2 separate regions of the Sus scrofa genome follow, and region 1 is linked to region 2. Evidence: chromatin contacts called from public HiChIP or PLAC-seq data. All regions are on one chromosome and are shown on one strand. Each heading gives the region's core, a stretch centred on a gene start, on an enhancer-like site or on the middle of the called end of the contact. The rest is flanking DNA. Distances are from core to core; before and after follow the strand shown.

What was found. HiChIP or PLAC-seq counts read pairs in DNA pulled down with a chosen protein or histone mark.
Region 1: a contact with region 2 is called in an H3K27ac HiChIP or PLAC-seq map of alveolar macrophages. The contact joins the promoter of SMARCAD1 here to the promoter of PDLIM5 in region 2. A contact is called at or near these places in 2 of 47 Hi-C or Micro-C datasets (heart right ventricle and liver) and 1 of 2 datasets of contacts at active chromatin or transcription factors (alveolar macrophages).

The regions. Positions count from the first base shown.
Region 1 is chr8:125,486,646-125,490,432 of Sscrofa11.1, forward strand. SMARCAD1 (SWI/SNF-related matrix-associated actin-dependent regulator of chromatin subfamily A containing DEAD/H box 1) reads right to left here and starts at 1,826. Exons shown (of 24, transcript XM_005666984.3): 1 at 1,672-1,826; 2 at 820-1,058. The coding sequence starts at 1,009.
Region 2 is chr8:125,257,494-125,261,574 of Sscrofa11.1, forward strand. It overlaps PDLIM5 (PDZ and LIM domain protein 5), which reads right to left and starts at 2,476. Exons shown (of 18, transcript XM_021101756.1): 1 at 2,347-2,476.

The DNA of each region.
Region 1 (3,787 bases), core at 576-3,075, 230 kb after region 2:
AAGCCACATGGGATCTACACCACAGGTCATGGCAACGCAGATCCTTAACTCATTGAACAAGGCCAAGGATCCAACCCATGTCCTCATGGATAACAGTCAGATTTGTTACAGCTGAGCCATAATGGGAACTCCTCCCAGTCAGGTTCTTAACCCACTGAGCCACAGTGGGAACTCTGCAAATATATTCTAATTTTTAACTGTTTAAAGAATATAGATTAAAATGGGAAAGCTATTTTTTTGCTTTTTCTCAAATTCTATTGTCTCATGACTATTTGCTGGCACCATGAAGAATTCTCATCATTCATTTGCACTTTGGAGATCTCCAGGAAGTCAAGTGATTGGCAAAATCTGAATGTGATTTGTTCTTCATTTGTTCGCAGAGGTTGTCTTCTGGCACCGTGAATAAAGTCTAGCTCATAGTAGGTGATCAACATTTTTTGGAGGAATACTGGAATGAATGTAAAAGTCTGGCAATAACAGCTTCAAAGTCCAGCGCAGGACTGGATCACCTAGTTGTTTTTCCAGTAGCAACCATTCTGACCTAAATTCTGTTTTCGCTTCCAATACTTGGCCATATTCTAAGAACTGATATACAAGTGAAACAACTATGGATGGATAATCAGTTGGAAGTATATGGTACCTAAGGTCTGTAAAGCTGTATTTAAAAGGGCATGGTGAAGGACACTGCATCAGTATGAATGACATCAAGAACAAAAATTAGAATCTCTTCTGCCTTTCTTCTTAAAAAAAAAAAAACAAAAACAAAAGCAAAACACTCTATCTCTTGCTGCTACATCAATTTGCAACGTTGTAACTCACCTGTTTTTTCAGTTACATCTGAATCAGGGGTGCCTGCCCTGCTAACTTCCCCTTCAGCATTCTCCTCTTCAGCACTAAGAGAAATCGGTGAAGAAGGGCCAGGCCGGGAGGGTTGAGGTGTTGCTTCGGGCGCTTCCTCAATCTTATTCCTTTTCTCAAAGCGAAAGCGGTCCAAGTTGAAAAGATTCATATTGGTAGAAACCACTACCTCGTGGGGTTGGGCGCTTTAAATGAACTATCTGCAGGGAGAAAATAAAAAAAGAGAAAAAAAGAGGCCATGAAAACAATATAAAATACAAAGCCACAGCAGGTCATTCCCAAGGCAATTAAGAGCCCGCAAACATGCCAGTGGCTCAGAATGACTATTATGGCTGCGACTCATTGTTAGGCCACAACAAATAGAAGGTGGACAGGGGTTATCGTTTAAAATTTTTCCAATGCTCTTTTTACTCCCCTTCGCTGCCCACCCCCCTCCGCCCCTCCTTCCACACGCTGACCCTCGTGCAACCTCCTCTTACCCCAGCACGCGCAGGCACGTTCCCCACGCTAACCCCCCTGCGGGCAGCGCGCCCGCCCACAGTGAGAGGCTCCCTGCACTACGGTGCTCCCTGCCTCCAGAGAAGACGTGCCAGGGCCGGTGCCTCGACACTGCGGGGACACAAAGGGGCCAAAGGAGGGGAGCGGCGGAGGCCGTGCTGGCGGGCACCCGCCCGGAAGTTGACGCGGCGCGATCCCAGCTGAGAGGAAGCTGATAGGATCAGAACGCACAGGGAAGGTTGGGTAGTGGAGAGTGTGCTGCCGCATCTCTTTTAATGCTCGCTCGCTTGCTATCTTTCTTCCCTTGGTACTTACGCTTTTGCAGTCGCGGTGCGAGGTAACAAAGGTTGAAATGAAAAAAATAATTCCTGGCGTGGAGCGACGGTAGCCGGGCTGGGACCTTCTAAAGCAGCAGGGAGAAGCCCAATGAGCGCGTAGTGATGACGCAACACGCATCCTAGACTTTTCTCTTCGACGACGACGACGTGAAAGAGGAAAATGTCTAGGCGCGCGCTGTTGCTATGGTAACTCGCACCCGCCTCTTTGCCTTGGAAGGGCGTTTGTGGCCTGTTTCTCCAGGTTAGCCAGAAAGTTGTTAAATAGAACAATAATAAATAGCACAATGGCAACAGGTAGCATAATAAGAATATTTACTATAATATTTGATAAGTTATAATTTATAATATTTACATAATATGTGGACAGTAAAACATCGTTGTTGTAATTGTTTTACGTATAATCTCAACCCTTACCAGAAGCCGTTTCTTTTCTTCTCTTTTAACAAAATGAGGAAAGCGAGGCCAGCAGATTTTAGGTAGTTTATTAGAAAGGAGGAAAACCCGAGTATGTTGACCTTAAAAGCATATAAACTGCCTCCCAGTGTTGGCTGGGGTGTTCCTACAGTGGAGTATGACAATTAATTCACTTATCTTGATGCAAATATTAACTTAAGGATATTTATACTCTTTGTTTAGCATTAGATGAAACACGTAATTTTCTGAGTCGTAATTTGGTCCTCTTGTTGGCATTTCCTTTAAAGAAAAATTACTTCAAGTCATTACCCTGTTATATTGTTCAGTGTAAACTTGAATTAGCACTCTGTTCTCTTTTTTTTTTCCCTTTTTCCTTCTAGGCCGCACCCGCGGCATATGGAGGTTCCCAGGCTGGGGGTGGAATTGGAGCTGCAGCTTCTGGCCTACACCACAGCCCACAGCAATGTGGATTGGAGCAGGGCCGCCGCCTAAGCCACAGCTCATGGCAACCCGATCCTTAACGCACTGAGTGAGGCCAGGAAGTCTTCCTGGATACTAGTTCACTGGTTCCACCGCTGAGCCACAAGGGAACTCTTGGCACTCTGTTTGCTAAATCAGTGTTTTGAATTGTTTAACATGAACCCCCTTATAAAATTGTCTGGGCCCATAAAATGTAGGCTCAATGACTGAATAATTGAGATTTCCATTGTGCCTATCTTTGATATCCCATGAAATGCCCTGGATTTATGCATACATGTTAAAAGATATCATCAAGGCTACATCAGCTTGTAAATAGTAAATTATTTTTGGCAATGAAAAATGTTTGCTTTAAGATATATTCTCTCGGAGTACGCATCGTGGCGCGGAGGAAATGAATCCGACTAGGAACCATGAGATTGTGGGTTCAATCCCTGGCCTCCCTCAGTGAGTTAAGGATCCGGCATTGCCATGAGCTGTGGTGTAGGTCAAAGACGCGGCTCAGATCTGGTGTTGTTGTGGCTATGCCTGTGGCCAGCCGCTGTAGCTCTGCTTCGACCCCTAGCCTGGGAACCTCCATATGTCATGGGTGCAGTCCTAAAAAGCAAAAAGCAAAAAGCAAAAAAAAATATGTAGTCTCTTAGCAACTTTCAAATATGCAATACAGCATTATTAGGTGTAGTCACCATCCTGTACATGCAATGGAATAAAAAGAATATTTGCTTCATATTCAACTAGATCTTATACTGAAAATGGATTCTCTTAACTTAGTGACTTTGGGAAAATTATGTATAACATCTCTAAGTCTCAGTTTCCTCACCTTTCCTCTCTTTTCAATAGTCTCATCGATTAGATGATACTGTTGACCTTTTAGGGCAATTTTCTGCAGCAGTACTAACCCCTTAACATTTTGTACAGCTGAGACCAGAGTGAAAATGGAAACTTGCATACCATATATCTCAATATCTACACATTAAAAATACGACTAAAAAATATAAAATTAAAATATGTTATATCATCCTAATTTGAAAATGACCTGGAAAGCCAGGCTGAGTTTAGACTTCTATGTGTCAGACTGAAAGTTGGTTGGCACATATATCCTTCCTTCCCGTGTCACTTCCTCCCACTTAGTAACTTTGCATGGTCTTCTAACTATACTTGTCAGAGTTTCCACTATGGTGCAATGGGATTGAAGGTGTCTC
Region 2 (4,081 bases), core at 1,226-3,725:
GTCTTAAAATATTATTCTACTTTTTAACCCATTCAAAATTACTATTCCATCACCCCAAACTAACAGTGGCAGATGGAGATACTTGAACTACTGGGTATATTAAAGGCAAGCAGATTCCATCTTCTCATATGGGGAAATGAGTCAAAACTTTCCAGTCTACCAGAGTTCCTGATGTGGCACAGTGGAAACGAGAATCTGACTAGTATCCATGAGAATGCAGGTTCAACCCCTGGCCCTGCTCAGTGGGTTGGGGATCCAGCATTGCTGTGACCTGTGGTGTAGGTTGCAGATGTGGCTCGAATCCCACGTTGCTGTGGCTGTGGTGTGGGCTGGCAGCTGCGGCTCTGATTTGACCCCTTGCCTGGGAACCTAAAAAACAAAACAAACAAACAAATGCTTTCAAGTCTAGCTCTTAAAAAAAAAAAAATCAGTGAAAATCCTCACTGCATCTACCCAGAAAGAAAACGGGCTTTTCCACTAGCATACTACCAGGCGGTAATATGTTACATCAGTACTGATGTAACAGGCACTAAAAAGATGAAAAGGCCAAACCAGAGGTCAGACTATTAGATGTATGTGAAAAATGAGCAGTAAGGCCGTCATAAGGGGCAACAAATAATGTAATTGCTTTCTTGCTGTAATAAAAGAGTTTCAGAGAACTTCTAGAGAAAGACTATTTTAATAATGGCTCACAACACAAATTAAAAGTGCATAAAGCCGACAGATATTTCACAGGCAGCCTGCCTCTCCTTCTTTTTTAATCTTTAACCTTCGTCAGGAGAAGAATGTGAAAGTCAGGCTCAACTTCCTCTGATCTCATTGTTCCCTACAAGAAAATGTATTTAATTCATATATTAACCCATGTACCTGCAACTTCCCCTTACTTGGAGTTTCCTTCCTGATTTCCCTCATTTGTTATTAAAATTTCTAGCGCTGGCCAGGTCACGGCCACACTACAGGAACCCGTGTCAGTTCATTCCTAGTCCATGTCATTTCCTTTCCAGTATTCTCCCTTTGCTAGCTCCACCTGCCTTAAAATATTCTGATCCCTTAAGCAACGGTAACATTATTGGCCTTTTCCAGGTGTCTCTCCTCTGGTTATTAATGCCCAAAGTCTGCCTAAAATACCAAGCAGGCAGGAAATAGCAAGCAGCCTCTCCGCTTTCAAACATGTAGAAAATGTTGGAACTTCTGTATGGTGCTGGATTTCCTTTAGGGAAAGTCCGAACGATGTCTTCACTCAAGTACTTGGGAAGGAAGCTTGGTATTTCCCACACTTCTATCTAAGCTTCTTTGGTGGGTGGGAAGAGGGAAAGGAAAACTCCTGATGAATTGCTGGGAGTGACAAGAAGAGTCTGCAATTAAAGCAGTATCTTGAGATTCTTTTTCCGCAGACTCAGAGACTGCGGAGATAGAGTGAAAGAACTAAAGCCACAGGCACTGGATGAAAGCAGGCGACGAGACAGTTTGCCAGCGGAGAGGTTCACGCCTAGCCCTGTTTGCCAAATAAGGTTCCCGAGCCGGCTGTTTCCGAGGCCAGGCGGGTTGCGATGTCCTCGTGGTCAGGAAGGCGGACTTGGGATAGGATCTGGCGATCACACCCTAGACCTGCCCTGCCCAGCGCAGCCACGAATTTTCTTTCCAAGCTCTGCCCTGTCCATACGCCCTTCCTTTTTCCACTTATTGTCAAACGAACCGAAGGCACAGCCTTTAAAAAGCCCCAACAAGTACGCAAGTACTAATAAATCCGGCGTTCACGGCAGATTTGTTTTTTTAAAAAAGCTTTTATTTCTGGACGCACGGAAGTTTCCCCCTAACAGGTTACACAATCCTAAATATGCGGGGGAAATACACGCTTCTCGGCGTGAGAGCAAATAAAAAAAAATGCACACGCCATTCCCGTTTAGCCCCGCTTCCCACCCACACCGCCCGGAGATTCGCACAGGACGATTGTGCCCCGGGACGCCTAGGTGGGTGCCCGGCGGCGCCCCGCAGCCGGATCGCAGGTCGGTGCGGGGGTGCCCGGGGAGCCCCTCCGCGCTCGCGCTCGCCACGCCGGGCGCCCGGGTCCCGCGTCCCTGCCTCCGCCGCGCTCGTGCCGGCCCTCCCGGGCTCCGGTGCCCGTCCTCTGGCCTGGCGCCCACTCCCGCGCCGCCTTTTCCAGGGCGCTTCTCCTCCCAAGCCGTTGGGCGTCCAGCAAACACCTGAGAAACCTCCCAGCGCTCAGCGCGCCTCTCCTCTCCCCTAGCTGAGCGTCCACCCAAGCGCTCGGCGCACGGCCACCCCTTCTTTCCCTCCTTCCTACCGGGGATCGCAGACGTACATCCCCGGCGGACGGCAACTCACCTCGGGGCCGCAGCGGCTCTGCCTCCGCCTCAGACGAGAGCTGACAAGTGACTCCGTTGCGTGCGCCTTCCCCGCCGCCCGCGGGAACTTCCGCCTCCTGGCTCCTCCCACCCGCCCCGCCCCCGCGCCAGGACACGCCCCCTCGGCTCCCGGCCACGCCCTCGGGCCGGGCAGGGCTGCGCCGCGCTGGGAGCAGGCTGCTTGCGGCGGCGCCCAGCTCGCGGGCTTGCTGGGGCGAGCTGAAGCCGTCGCGGAAAAACAATTGCACTACCTAGTTTCGGTGGGAGTAGTCTTAGGGGATTTTTGTCCGCCCCGCCTGAATGTTTTGTACTGGAAGCATTTCTCTCTCCAGAAACTGAATTGGCAAGCAGTTGCTTTGGCTAAAAATAGGAGAGGGCTTTTGATAAATCCCTATCAGTATGCAAGTTCCGCGGCTACTGCCTGGTTTTTTTGAGAGAGCTTTGTGTGCCCTAAGAAGTGAAGACCCTGAAGTTTACTGAGCAGGAAGGTGAAAATCAGTCACTTTAATATTAGAAGTTAGGTCCTCTGATCAAACCAGAAGATCGAGATACAGAGCAGCTGCCCAAAGTGGTTCAACCACTATAACCTCAACTTACTTTTCTAAGTCCAGCTCAGTGGTTCAGTTTCCAGTTTGTAGAAGATTGTTTGATTTAGCTCAAGGAATTTATTCACAAGTAAATTTGAATAGTGGCCATATGGAAAGTAACTTTTTGGCTTCTTCAAAACTGTGAATTGCCTTATAAAACGTGAAAAAGACAATTCTTAACCAAGTGACATGTAAAGCACGGATCACGAGGTCCATGAATACACTAGAAGGACAAACGAAATTCTAGAGAAGATGCAGTCCAAAACGGTAGCCGCTAGTGAACATTTGAAACATGGCTACTGTGACTGAGACCCTGAATTGTTTGTTTTACACAAGTTTGCTTTAAATTAAAAACTGAAGCAGGGTAACATGCTTATGTTAAACACAAATTATTTGGGTAGGACTACATTTGACTTAATCATTGAAAATTTAGTGCCCAAATTGAGCTGTAATGAAAGTGTAAAAATGCACACTGGATTTTGAAGACTTGGTATAAAAAAATACAATGTAAAATACATCAATAATTTTAAACTGATTGCATGTTGAAAGGATAAGAATTTTTTAGTGTTTGGTTAAACATATAATTAAAATTAGTTTTGCCTGTTTTTTGAATATGACACTAAGACGTTTTAAATTACCTATGTCGACAGGCATGATGTTTTCATTGGACGGTGCTAGTCCATAGTTTTCATCACATTCTCCAGAAGACTGTTGGAAGGAAGGTTAAATATGTGTTAAAATATGTTGTCATATTTGACTTTTCACTCCCCAAATAAATAAATAATTAAATAAATAATAACAATAGCTTCCATTTATAAATGGACAATGTGCTACACAGTGTAGGGATCCTTACGGTAACTTTGGGAGACAAATCTCATCCCATCCATAGTCAACAAAATTGAGGTTGCAAGAGATTACAGCTTGTGACAGTTGCATAGGGCAATGGCCAGAATTACCCTCTAAGAGTCCCATGTCTGCTTCTCCTCTCTTTGCTGCTGACACGATTTCATTTGAGCCTGAATCAACTCAGATTGATTAAAGATATCAAGAAGTGGAATTCTCCAGTGGCTCAACAGCTTAAGGATCCTGGGGTTGTCAGTGTTGTGGTACAGGTTCTGTCCCTGGCCC